Linked DNA regions of Sus scrofa: region 2 is linked to region 1. The links are chromatin contacts, called in public Hi-C maps. All regions are on one chromosome and are shown on one strand. The core of a region is the stretch at or near the end of the contact, and the rest is flanking DNA. Distances in the headings are between cores, read along the strand shown.

What was found. Hi-C and Micro-C count contacts between places; a contact is called where the count stands out from the background.
Region 2: a Hi-C map of skeletal muscle shows a contact between it and region 1, with 3 times the contacts expected there. The contact joins the enhancer-like site here to the promoter of TBC1D31 in region 1. A contact is called at or near these places in 3 of 47 Hi-C or Micro-C datasets (heart right ventricle, liver and skeletal muscle) and 1 of 2 datasets of contacts at active chromatin or transcription factors (alveolar macrophages).

What each region holds. Positions count from the first base shown.
Region 1 is chr4:16,283,594-16,289,890 of Sscrofa11.1, forward strand. TBC1D31 (TBC1 domain family member 31) reads right to left here and starts at 4,216. Exons shown (of 20, transcript XM_021088972.1): 1 at 3,919-4,216.
Region 2 is chr4:16,329,792-16,335,821 of Sscrofa11.1, forward strand. It overlaps DERL1 (derlin 1), which reads left to right. Exons shown (of 8, transcript NM_001244479.1): 4 at 302-328; 5 at 905-1,000; 6 at 3,112-3,164; 7 at 5,469-5,579. Among named protein-coding and RNA genes, the nearest start is that of DERL1, 22 kb to the left of the region's middle. Within about 2 kb of position 2,265, at least 17 of the 83 cell types and tissues checked have an H3K27ac peak or open chromatin away from gene starts, as enhancers often do. A contact at or near this core is called in alveolar macrophages and skeletal muscle, where this site is marked.

The sequences.
Region 1 (6,297 bases), core at 2,966-5,465:
CATTAACCCACTGAGCAAGGCCAGGGATCGAACCCGCAACCTCATGGTTCCTAGTCGGATTCGTTAACCACTGCGCCACGACAGGAACTCCCCTGCAACAAATTTTCAAGTAATGACATTTTTTATCTTAACTGATTTCTTATGAATTTAAACTTTAATTTTAAAACCACATCGCCTCATTATCACTTCATTTTAAAAATACCAAATTGATTTAAGTATATCAAACATTTTCTTCCGTTTGTCTAAATCTAAGGCTTTTCAGACTCATTGGGTGAAACAGCAAAATTATTTTTATCTAGCCTCTGACAAAGATTCTTGGCTTGACCAAACTAGTCAGGCTCCCAAGGCTTCTGCTAGGCCCATCTGCGCACTTCCTTGTAAAATCTTATTTTAGCAAGAAAGCTGGTCAGTCAGTTTAATCGGAAGCTCCTAAGCTCCGTATCCTCATCCTAGACATCTGATCAGGTTTCTCATCCCCGCCACCTTATCTTTCAAGCCAGGTCTGATCACCTCGGCCTGTCTTCATGAGAAGTCTGCGAGGGAGCTCCCCTTGTGGCCCAATGGTAACAAACCCAACTAGCATCCCTGAGGACTCAGGTTCGGTCCCTGGCCTCAATCAGTAGGTTAAGAATCTGGCGAGGCTGTGGCGTCGGCATCTCCAATTCAAAGCCTAGCCTGGGAACTTCCATTTGCTGTAGGTGTGGCCCTAAAAAGCCAAAAACAAACAAGGAAAAGAATCCTGTGAGGTACATTTAGCCAGAACTCCCGCATCTCAGGTGTCTTCTCTTAGTAATTTCCCATCTACTGATCCCCATCCTGCTTGTTGGCCTTAACTTCCCACTTGCTCAGGCCGTATTCAGAATTGAGCCCAGTTTTAGAGTAGGCTCTCTTTTCCTCTGTTGCAATAGTCCTGAGTACAGTCTGTTTTTACCACTTTAACTACTGTCAAACTCTGGTTTTTCTCTGACATCCCTGAAGGGGAGAGGGATGAATAAATGTACTGAAGTGACAGGTATTAACATCAACATGTTCCCTGGCAATTAAACTCAAACCAAGCAAACAACTGTTTCCTCCAGTCTTTCTTCTGTAACATTTAACTATGTGTATTACATGCTCACTGTTCCAAATATGGAAAACACGGAAAAACGCTAACAAATAAATCAATTGTATTATAGCCCTACCATCTTGGTATAATCACCACAGCAACATTCTGTCTTTCTGATCTTTCATAGAAATCACACGTATTATTTATTTTTAGAACTGTCTGTCAATGCTCAGTTCGCCTGAGAGAGTCCCTCAGTCCCGAAATACTGTAAAAACATCAGATACTCACTGAACACCAAGAGGCATGAAACACTAATTCCCTAAGACAATTAGGTATGATTATCTTCACTTAGAGCCTGAGAGATTAACTTGCTCAAGGTCAGAGAGCTAGTTAATGGACATTTACTTCAACTCCAGTCAATGCTCTCTGCTTTCTCAACATAATAGGATTTTTTTTGGTTTTTTTTTGGGGGGGCGGCACCTGCAGCAAATGAAGTTCCTCGGCTAGGGATCAAATCCGAGCTGCAGCTATGGCAAAGCGAGGTGCTTAATCCATTATGCAGGGCTAGGAATCAAACCTGAGCCTCAGCAGCCACCCCAGCTGCTGCAGAGCCAGAGCCGGATCCTTAACCACCTCTGCCACAGCAGGAATCCCTCTACACCATAATGATGGGTTTTAATGAGCAAAAAGAAAGCTATGTGTTTGTTTTTGTCTTTTGAGGGCCAAACCTGCAGCATGTGGAGGTTCCCAGGCTAGGGGTTGAATCAGAGCTGTAGCTGCCAGCCTACATCACAGCCAAAGAAATGCAGGATCCGAGCCCTGTCTGCAACCTACACCACAGCTCATGGCAACACTGGATCCTTAACCCACTGAACGAGGCCAGGGATCGAACCCGTGTCTTCATGGATGCTAGTCAGTTTCGTTAAACAGAACCATGACAGGAACTCCAAGAAAGCTATGTTTTAGTAAAAGAAATAAAAACATTTGCACACAAACTCATTCTTTTTATGTTTCGAACCTTGCACCTGTATCTAGATTTTACAGCAAGAAAGAATTATTGTAGGTTGGCATAACTTTTATAACACTTAGAGAACATCACAAGTAGGGGTGGCATTTACATAAACTCCAAATTTGGAAATGAAAATCTCTACTGAAAAATTCCTATTCTAGGAGTTCTGGTTGTGGCTCAGCGGGGTTAAGAACCTGGGTTAGCGTCCATGAGGATTCAGGTTCAATCCCTGGCCTCACTCAGTGGGTTAAGGATGTGGCATTGTCTCAAGCTGCAGTGTAAAACTGCAGCTGCACCTCGGATCCAGCGTTGCTGTGGGTGTAGGCTACAGCTTCAGCTCTGATTGGACCCCTAGCCTAGGAACTTCCATATGGCGCAGGTGTGGCTATAAAAAAGAAAAAAAAAAAAGGAAAAAGAAAAATCCCTATTCTAGATAAAATGTTTATTCAGCACAGTGGAGGTGATGCGTCAGCAGCGTTGTTAGGGGACTGCTAGCAACCAGGAACCAAACAAGCCGACAGTACAACATGTAGCACAGTGCTTTGGGCATGGGTAGTTGGCACTCAAAAGTCTACTCATTGGTTGAGAAGCAACCAAAGGATCAACAGAATAATTACTAGAACAAGAAATACACAGAAACATAAACTCAAGTGATGCAGCGAGGGCCATGAAATCCTAAGGAATTCGAAGCGAGAAGGTTAGTCTCCGTGAAACAACTGGAACCAAGATGGTACCACTTTGGGACAAAGCCTGCCTTCAAGTCACACAGGAGCCTCAAACAGGACAGAATGAAGCGCTGGGGAGGAAGGGGTGAATACGCAGAGCACAGACAATTTTTAGGACAATGTAAATACTTTGTATGAGATCATAAAGGTGGATAATGTCATTATATGTCTGTCCGGATCTACAGAATGTAGAATACCTAGAGGGAATCCTAATGTGAAATGTGAACTCTGGGTGATAAAGATGGGTCAGTGTAGGCTCATTAATCGCAACAACTGCAGGTCTGGTGGGGGATATCCATAATGGGGAGGCTAGGCAGGTGTGGGGGCAAGGGGGTACATGGGAAATCTCCATACCTTCCTCTCAATTTTTCTGTGAACCTAAAACTATCCTAAAGAAATAAAGTCTATTAAAAAAATAAAATGGAACAGCAGCAGTGCTAGTCTTACTTGAAGGTCGCCCTACGTTGTAAATACAACTGCTCCCCCTTCCCGCCACCATCACCACCACACACGTTAATACGTAAACTCCAAGAGAACCAGCAGTTTTTTGCTCTCCAGCTGTCCCCCAGCACTTAGCTCGGCACACAGTGGGTCCTCATCAAGCCGTCGATGAATGAATGCTCGCCTGAATACAGACCATGATTCGAGGATGGATAGACGGCATTTGGAAGGGGGAGAAGTGCACTCGTCTCCTCCTCTCCCCGCATCCGTTCCTCCTGAGTTCTTTCCCAGCTGGAATACTTAACAAATATTTACTGAGTATCTACTGCGTGCCAGGAATACCACAGGGATACTGTGATAATTAAGGCAGGCAGTCCTGGCACGCATCAGAAGCACAAATTCCCTGACATAAATCAGGACCTATTACTCCACGCGGATCCCAAACAGACCCCCGCCCCTAGGACTGGGAAGGAGGTCTTTAAGGACCAAGTGGTCGGAGCAAACCAAGACTAAGGCTACCTGCATTCCCCGGGGATTCCGCGCAGGATCAGAGCCAGAACCCGAATTTCCACCTAGCCCTACGCACCCCGTCCGGAGACCCTTCCCACTAGCCCCTCAAACGCCTCTCCAAAGCCGTGGACTCGCCCGTCGCCGGCCTCCATCCCCATCCATAGCGCGCCTCCTGCCGCGGCCTTTACCCGTCCCGTGTGGCCGGGGATGGCTTCCGGTGCCATATTTTGCCGCTCTCCTTGTTGCCCAGGTCTGTGCTCTGCATGTCGCAGCCCACGCGCTGCTGCAGCCGGCCTGGCGAACAACGGTTCCGGCGCTTTCCCGGCAGGCCCTACGCTCCGGCCCGGGAAACTTGAGCGCCGGCGGCTACCGCCCCGGTCCGCCGCGGACCGTACCAACTACGGGCAGGACGCCGTCTTTCCATTTACAACTAATCGGGAGGCGGCTTCCTCCCAAACTCCGCCCAGGCGACCCTTCCCGCGCTAGACCATGGGATCGGCCAACGACCAACTCTCTCTTAGATTCCGCCCCCTTTCGCGGTCCAAAGCCTTCTGGGAATCGTAGTTTTCTGCAGGTGCAAGGCGAGAGCGAGGAACTGGCTAGGGAATTCTGTTCTCTGGGGGCCTCGCAGGGTTTTAGGCTCCCAAAGGAGGCGATAAAGTGATTTTCCCCAGTGGTCTCTGATTGCGTTTCACATTGTGTTTAGGGATTAAGGGATTGTACAGAAAACTAATAGAAGCCAGGATCCAAATGCATTTAGAATTGAAGGGTTTCTTTTAGAGAACACTTGGGTTCGAAAAGAACCTTTGTGGAGCCCACCCTTGGTCTTTTCACCATTGCTGTGAATGTTGTTTCAATTCCATAGTCTAACAAGAGATTCTTGTATTATGGCGTCCAATACCCCAGTTATACACCAGTAAAGCGATGTCTTCAACAACTTGCATTGACGCCAGAGAAATTCTTTTTTTAAAAAAATTCACTTAGAACTTTAACAGTGCTTACTAGGTATCAAACACACTTCTAAGTTCCTTAGAATTTTAATTCATTTAATCCTCAAAGCAAACCTACAACTCTAGTAGCATTACCATCGCCATTTTTACTGCTCTATGAGGTAATGTATTGGCTTCCTGACAAACTTGGTGCATAAGACGACAGAAATTTATTCATTTGCAGTTCTGGAGCTCAGAGTCTGAATCAAGGTGTTGGTTGGCCACGCCCTCCAGAGGCTCTGGTGAAGTATCTTTGCCTCCATTTTCACATCACTTTCTTTCCTTTAATCTCTATTTGAATCTCACTTTGTTTTTGCTTGTTTGTTTATTTTTGTCTTTTTGGGGCCGCACTCTTGGCATATGGAAGTTCCCAGGCTAGGGATTGAATTGGAGCTGTAGCCAATGGCCTACACCACAGCCACAGCAACTTGGGATCTGAGCCACTACTGCGACCTACACCACCAATCATGGCAGCGCTAGATCCTTAACCTACTAAGAGAGGCCAAGGATCGAACCCACATCCTCATGGATACTAGTCAGGTTCATTAACTGCTGAGCCACAACGGGAACGCCTCACTGCTTTTCTAAGAACACCTGTCACTGCAGGGTAAAAGTGAGATTTTAAATGCATATATAATGCTTTTTTAAAATATTGGAGTTCCCGTCGTGGCTCAGTGATTAACGAATCCGACTAGGAACGATGAGGTTTTGGGTTCGATCCCTGGCCTTGCTCAGTGGGTTAAGGATCCAGCGTTGCCGTGAGCTGTGGTGTAGGTTGCAGACACAGCTTGATCCCACATTGCTGTGGCTCTGGCATAGGCTAGCAGCTACAGCTCCGATTCGACCCCTAGCCTGGGAGCTTCCATATGCCGGGAGCGGCCCTTCTTGGCAAAGATAAATAAATAAAATAAAAATAGTAAAAATATATAATATCTGAAACAGATATAAATAGATAAAAGTAATATATTTTCATTGAAGAATACTTAAGAAATAAAAAAAAATATTTTGAAAGTAAAACACAATCTTACCAGCCAGGAAAAAAAAAAGAAAGAGCACCTGTCATTGGATTTTGGCCCCACCTGGAAAATCTAGGCTAACTCCTCATTTAAAGATCTCTAGGAGTTCCCGCCGTGGCGCAGTGGTTAACGAATCCGACTAGGAACCATGAGGTTGCAGGTTCAATCCCTGGCCTTGCTCAGTGGGTTTAGGACCCAGTGTTGCCATGAGCTGTGGTGTAGGTTGCAGACGCGGCTCGGATCCCGCGTTGCTGTGGCTCTGGCGTAGGCCGGTGGCTACAGCTCCAATTCGACCCCTAGCCTGGGAACCTCCATATGCCGAGGGAAGCGGCCCTAGAAAAGGCACAAAAAAAAAAAAAAAAAAATCCGTAAATTAGTTACACCTGTAAAGATCCTTGTTCCAAATAAGGTAGCAGTCACAGGTTCTGGAGATTAGGTTGTGGACATATATTTTGGGGGCCCACCATTCAATCCACTGCAGGTAGGCACTCCTGTTCTCCTCATTTTGCAGATAAGGAAACTGAATTCGTAGAGGAGCCAGGATTAAATATTTAATCTTTTC
Region 2 (6,030 bases), core at 1,015-3,514, 44 kb after region 1:
GGCGCAGGCACCTCCATCTCTTAGTTGAAGGAGAGATGCTAAAATGCGGTGGCAGGGCACAGGGGACGCAGGTGACCAGACGGAGTCATAGACCACAGCAGTTAATTTCTATTCTTTCTTTGTCATCGGGTAGTCGAATAGCACCTTCAGAATGAAGATTATTAGACATCTTTGTGTTCTAGGGTGTTTTAAGCAACGTAAACCATAGAAGAGTGTTTCCTTCAGAAAACTGGAATGCAGTGAACTTTTACTAGGTGCAGAATGCTTTGTTTCTGTCTGATCTTTAACTTGACAAACCAAGATTACTGGCTTAGCAATGGATATGCAGGTAAGTGTCCCTTGAAACTGTCTGTTTGCCTTTTTATGTGTTTCGAATTTACCCGCTCTTCAGCCCAAAGATGGCCTTTGATAGAAGTTTAAATCATATTAACTACATGGTTAATGATATGATATGTTGAAGATCTTACGTGAAGTCCCTAAAGCATTACTTTTCTTGTTAATTTCTGGCTTTCTTCTTATGTATGAACGTTGAGAATGATGGTTATCCAGTATTTTCTAAGCGTCTGTGGATATGTAGTTTTTGTAAAAATTGAGACTATACAGTAAGTAAAGCTTTATTGCATACTTTTTTCAAGTAACAAAGCTTGCCCCTGATACTTCTAAATCTACCCAAAATAATATAATTGTGTTGTATTTTATTACAAGATTTTAAAGCATGCATTGAATGATTAAGGGAAAGGGCCAACTTTTAATTCTGATGAGTTGAATTTCTTTCTGCGTTTTGACTGTCCATAGGTGAGTTTATTTGGAGGGGAGAGGTTAAAAAGAGAAAAAGGTAGCTTGACGCTTGGCTTGTTCTCAGTGCCGCTGGAGCCCTGTCCTTACGTGTTCCTTTCTCTTGCAGTTGCTGATGATCCCTCTGATCATGTCAGTGCTTTACGTCTGGGCCCAGCTGAACAGAGACATGATTGTATCGTTTTGGTTTGGAACAAGATTTAAGGTACTATAACCTAGCTGGCAGATTTTCCTTTTCATTAGTCTTTGCAAAAATCCCGCTCTTCAGCCCAAAGATGCACTTTCTGACACAACCAGCAGAGGTCACTGCAGAGCAGCAAACCACAGGCAAGCCCCCTCGCCCCTCCTCAGTCACCCTGCTGTTCTTTAGCCAAACCTCAGTCCTTTGCTGTTAGTTCTTGGCCCCTTAGGCCTGTGTCCCCGAGTGATCTCATGTATGTGTGTGGTAGAGGGAGGGAGGGATACTCATGTGGAACTATTTCTTTGAAAATCCATTCTTATCATTCCCTGTTATGTGGTTTACACTCTAGCCAAACAGATTTTTATTTTATTTATTTTTTTGCCTCCCAAACACTTCCCTTTGTGCCTTTGCTCACAATCTGCCCGCAACATCTTTTTGATTTTCTTCTTTATGAAAACTGTACTTTTTTTTTTTCCCCTTGGCCGCCTTTGGCATATTGAGTTCCTGGGCCAGGGATCAGATCCGAGCTGCAGTTGCAGAAACGCCTGATTCTTAACCTACTGTGCCAGGCTGGGGATTAAACCTGCGTCCCTGCGTGCCAGAGACACTGCCAATCCCGTTGTGCCACAGTGGGAACTCCAAACCGTACTCTTTTTTTTTTTTGTCTTTTTCCCTTTTCTAGGGCTACTCCCACAGCATATGGAGGTTCCCAGGCTAGGGGTCCAATCGGAGCTGTAGCCGCCAGCCTACGCCAGAGCCACAGCAACGTGGGATCCGAGCCGCGTCCGCAACCTACACCACAGCTCACGGCAACACCGGATCCTCAACCCACTGAGCAAGGCCAGGGATCGAACCCGCAACCTCATGGTTCCTAGCCAGATTCGTTAACCACTGCACCATGAGGGGAACTCCGAAACCATACTCTTTTTTTAATTTGAGTTGGGACTGAGTGTATTTCCTGCCTCATCTGTCTGTGGCATTCATCTTGCCTTTGGGCTCTTGCACTACTTTGTGTTCCTCTTAGAGCACTTACCATATTCTACCTTCAAGTTATCGACATGTGTGATATTTTTGCAACTCCCTTAGCTATTAGATTGATGTCTTGAATCTGGAAGGGATGTTGACCCAAAGTAAATAGGCTGTCAGATATTTCTCCAGCAAGAAGGTTTACTTGGGATCGACAGAGAATTGCATTTTGGAGTCTGCAGCCATGGCTGGCCACGTGTGAGTCCCTGCACACCAAGGGAAGGAGAGAGCTTTTATAGAGAGAGGAAGAGGAAGTTGGGAGGGCCGTGGTAAACAGAGCTTGTCATTGGCTGAGTCCTTGCAAGGAAAGAAGTCTGTCTTCTTCCTGTTGGGCTCTGCTTTTGGAACAGGGCGCGAGAGCTCCCCCTTCTGGTCTCCCAACTGTACTTAATTGAGGTTTCTGTTTATTAATTTTTTACAGGGGCTCCAATGTTGAATTTGTCTGGAGAGCTCTCTCATTTGGCAGAGTGGGTTTTTTTTTTTTTTTAAGTTTTATGGAAGTATAATTGATTTACAAGGTTGTGATAATTTCTGCTGTATGACAGTGATTCAGTTATATATATACACACATCCATTCTTTTTCAGAGTCCTTTCCCATATAGATTATCACAGAATATTGAGTAGAGTTCCCTGGGCTGTACAGGAAGTCTTGTACGGGAGAGTGTTAGTTCAAGATGTATAATGTGGTAAAAATTCGAAATGATTTTGTGAAGTACGTAAAAGGAGAACCTAAAAAGATGGGGGTATTTGGTAAGTTACTGGTAACAATTTGCTGGCTGGAGTCTTAGTGTGCCTCTCTTATGGACTATGTTTCTGTTAGCATCCATAGGGGACACGTCTGTTTTCTAAAGCTGTTATAATTCAGCAGGGTACGTATCACATCTGAAAACTACGGGCAAAGTACCTTGTCTTGAGTTACTAATATATAAATAAGCATAATTTTAGGTGGGAATGTTTAAGTACAACAGGAATGATGCCAGATGGATCTAAGGAATTTTTGCAGTGACTTTCCAAAAGATTTATAGACACCCTTGTTAGGATAACCGTACCCATAGCAGCCCCTTAGCAGTTGTATGGAGTTATTCATGTTTGTGTATCTTCTTTCCTAGGCCTGTTATTTACCTTGGGTTATCCTTGGATTCAACTATATCATCGGAGGCTCGTAAGTGATAATAGATTTATTGCAAACTGATCCTGGGAAGACTTTCATTATTCTTTATCTTTTTTTTTTCTAAACTTTATTAGAACTTTAAAGAGGAGTTCCTGTCGTGGCTCAGTGGTTAATGAATCCGACTAAGAACCATGAGGTTGCAGGTTCCATCCCTGGCCTTGCTCAGTGGGTTAAGGATCCGGTGTTTCCGTGAGCTGTGGTGTAGGTTGCAGATGCGGCTTGGATCCCTGTTGCTGTGGCTCTGGTGTAGGCTGGCGGCTACAGCTTTGATTCGACCCCTAGCCTGGGAACCTCCATATGCTGTGGGAGTGACCCTAGAAAAGGCAAAAGACAAAGAAAAAAAAAAAAGAACTTTAAAGAATCTCAGCATTGATGCTTTGATACCTTATCGTATTGATAATTTCATTCTGATATAATTGTTTAAAATTGCAGGACTTTAAACATATTTAACACTTTTTTTTTTCTTTTTTTTTTTTTTTTTCTTTTTTGGCCACAGCTGCAGCATGTGGAAGTTCCTGGGCCAGAGATTGAACCTGAATTTCAGTTGTGACCTGAACCACAGCTGGAGCAATGCTGGATCCTTACTGTCTGTGCCACACAGCAGCTTCCTAGCACTGAATTTTTCTTTTCTGTCTTTTTTTTTTGTTTTGGTTAGTTTGTTGTTAGAGTATATATGCTTCCATATATGTGCTTTTGAATAAATATTTCTGGATTCACTGTCCAGATAGAGCAAACATAGAGACCTAATTTCTATCCAGGCTGAGCCCTTTGTGCATAAAATTACTGTTTTTTATTCCTTTTTGTTGTTGTTGCGCCCGTGGCCTGTGGAAATTTCCAGGCCAGGGATTGAACTCAAGCCAAAATGGTTAAAGCTGGGCCCTTAACCGCTAGGCCACCAGGGAACTCCCTGTTTTTTTATTCTTAAGGCATATTCCAGAATGCCTATGGAAACTCCTCAGATCAGGTGGGGAGTAGTTTTGTCAGCGGTTTGATAGTACAGAAGTTTTGATGAAACAGGGTCAGATTTCTTATCTGGAATTAGACCTGAGACTTAAGAAAACCTTGAATGCATCCAGTCAAAATTTTAGGAGGATTTCAAGATGCAGCTATTCTAAGAACTCCTCTTTCTGACATTACACGATGTTTTTTTATGTTTTTAAAATAGATTTTCATAGTGCTAGTCCTTTTAAGATTCTGTTTAAAAATTGAAGTGTAGTTGATTGACAGTGTTGTGTTAGTTTCTGTTATACAGCAAAGTGATTCAGTTATGCATACATACATATATATACATGTACATACATTTTTTGGTATTCTTTTCCATTATGGCTTATCACAAGATACTGAATACAGTCCCTTGTGCTCTCCGGTGGGATCTTGTTGATGTATTTTTTATAGAGTCGTTTGTATCTGCTAATCCCAAACTCCTCATTTATGCTTCTCCCTCCCATCTCCCCCCGCTTTGGTAGCCATACGTTTATTTGCTGTGTCTGTGAGTCTGTTTCGGTTTTATGATAGTACTAGTGCTTAATACACCTGACGTCTTTGCTCCGTGTGGTCCTGACTTGAACTGCATCCATAGGAGGGAGGGAATGAGTCGAGTACACAGACTCTGTTTAGAGCAGAGCAAGCTCGGTAGAACTGCCCTGCGGCCAGAAGAGCAGTCAGGTCTGGGAGGAGGTGTAGACACTGATTTCCTACAACAGGAGTCCCCTAGAGGTGAAGACGGGAGGCTATGTAGGAGTGGATCTGTGAATCCAGGATTACAAGGTGAAGGTCAGCTTTCCAAGGTGATCGCTATGATGTCTCACAGTCAGGGACACAAGGGCAAAGGCAAATGAGCCCTGGGTCCGTGTCTGGAAGAGGGGAGTGGACATGGACGCTCCCTCCTTTCCGTCCCTGCGTCTCTCTTGCCCGCCCTCACATCTGCCATTTTGCAAATGCGGTGTTCACATCTGGTAGCATTCAGAAGCTTGCTTTGCAGCTCCCCCAACCTTGGAGGCCGGAAGTAGCAAAAACCGTATTTTGAGGATGGGCTGGGGCTTGAAAGAGATGTCAGAGGAGCAGCTGGCCTTGAAGAGCACAGGCCGCGCTGGTCCAGCAGGATGGACGTCCCGTCTCATTCAGGATGCGTTCGCCACTCAGACGATGACAGGGCTCACTGTCGAGCTGTCACCGACTCCCAGGGCCCAGAAATGGGCGGTCTCGAAGGATCTGAGCCCTGTGCTCTTAGTTAAAACTTGGGGCCTCTCACTTTACTACTCGACCGTCTTTAAACTCTTGGCTTTCTGTCCGCAGGGTCATCAACGAGCTTATCGGAAATCTCGTTGGACACCTTTATTTCTTCCTCATGTTCAGATACCCAATGGACTTGGGAGGAAGAAACTTTCTGTCCACGCCTCAGTTTTTGTAAGTGTTTCTTCCTCTTTTTCAGCAATCGTTTTAACCGCCCAAGTTCTTCTGCGCCCTGATAAAAACTCCCTGAGGGGTAGGATTTCCCTCTTTGTCTGATGGAAGAATACAAGCCAACAAGGGCGTTGCCCGGGTCACACAGGCACAGGAAGCCAGGGCTCAAGGCCTCGGCCTGGCCTCCTGGAGCCCTGGTAGCCAGGGGCCACTGAGCCCAGATTCTGGCATCTCAGGGAGCTGAGGGCCCTGCTGAGCAGGCAGGCACCTGTGTGCACAGCAAGGGACCAGGGTGACAGGGTGACCACGGTTTTAGCCAAGATTTTGGCTGAGGAAGGGGTAAGAGGGTAAGTGGGCTCATTGTTAGCAGCCTAAAACAATTTGTGTATTCAGTAGTAGAGATTAGAATGCTTTTTTTTTTTTTTTTTTTGCTTTTTAGGGCCATACCTGCGGC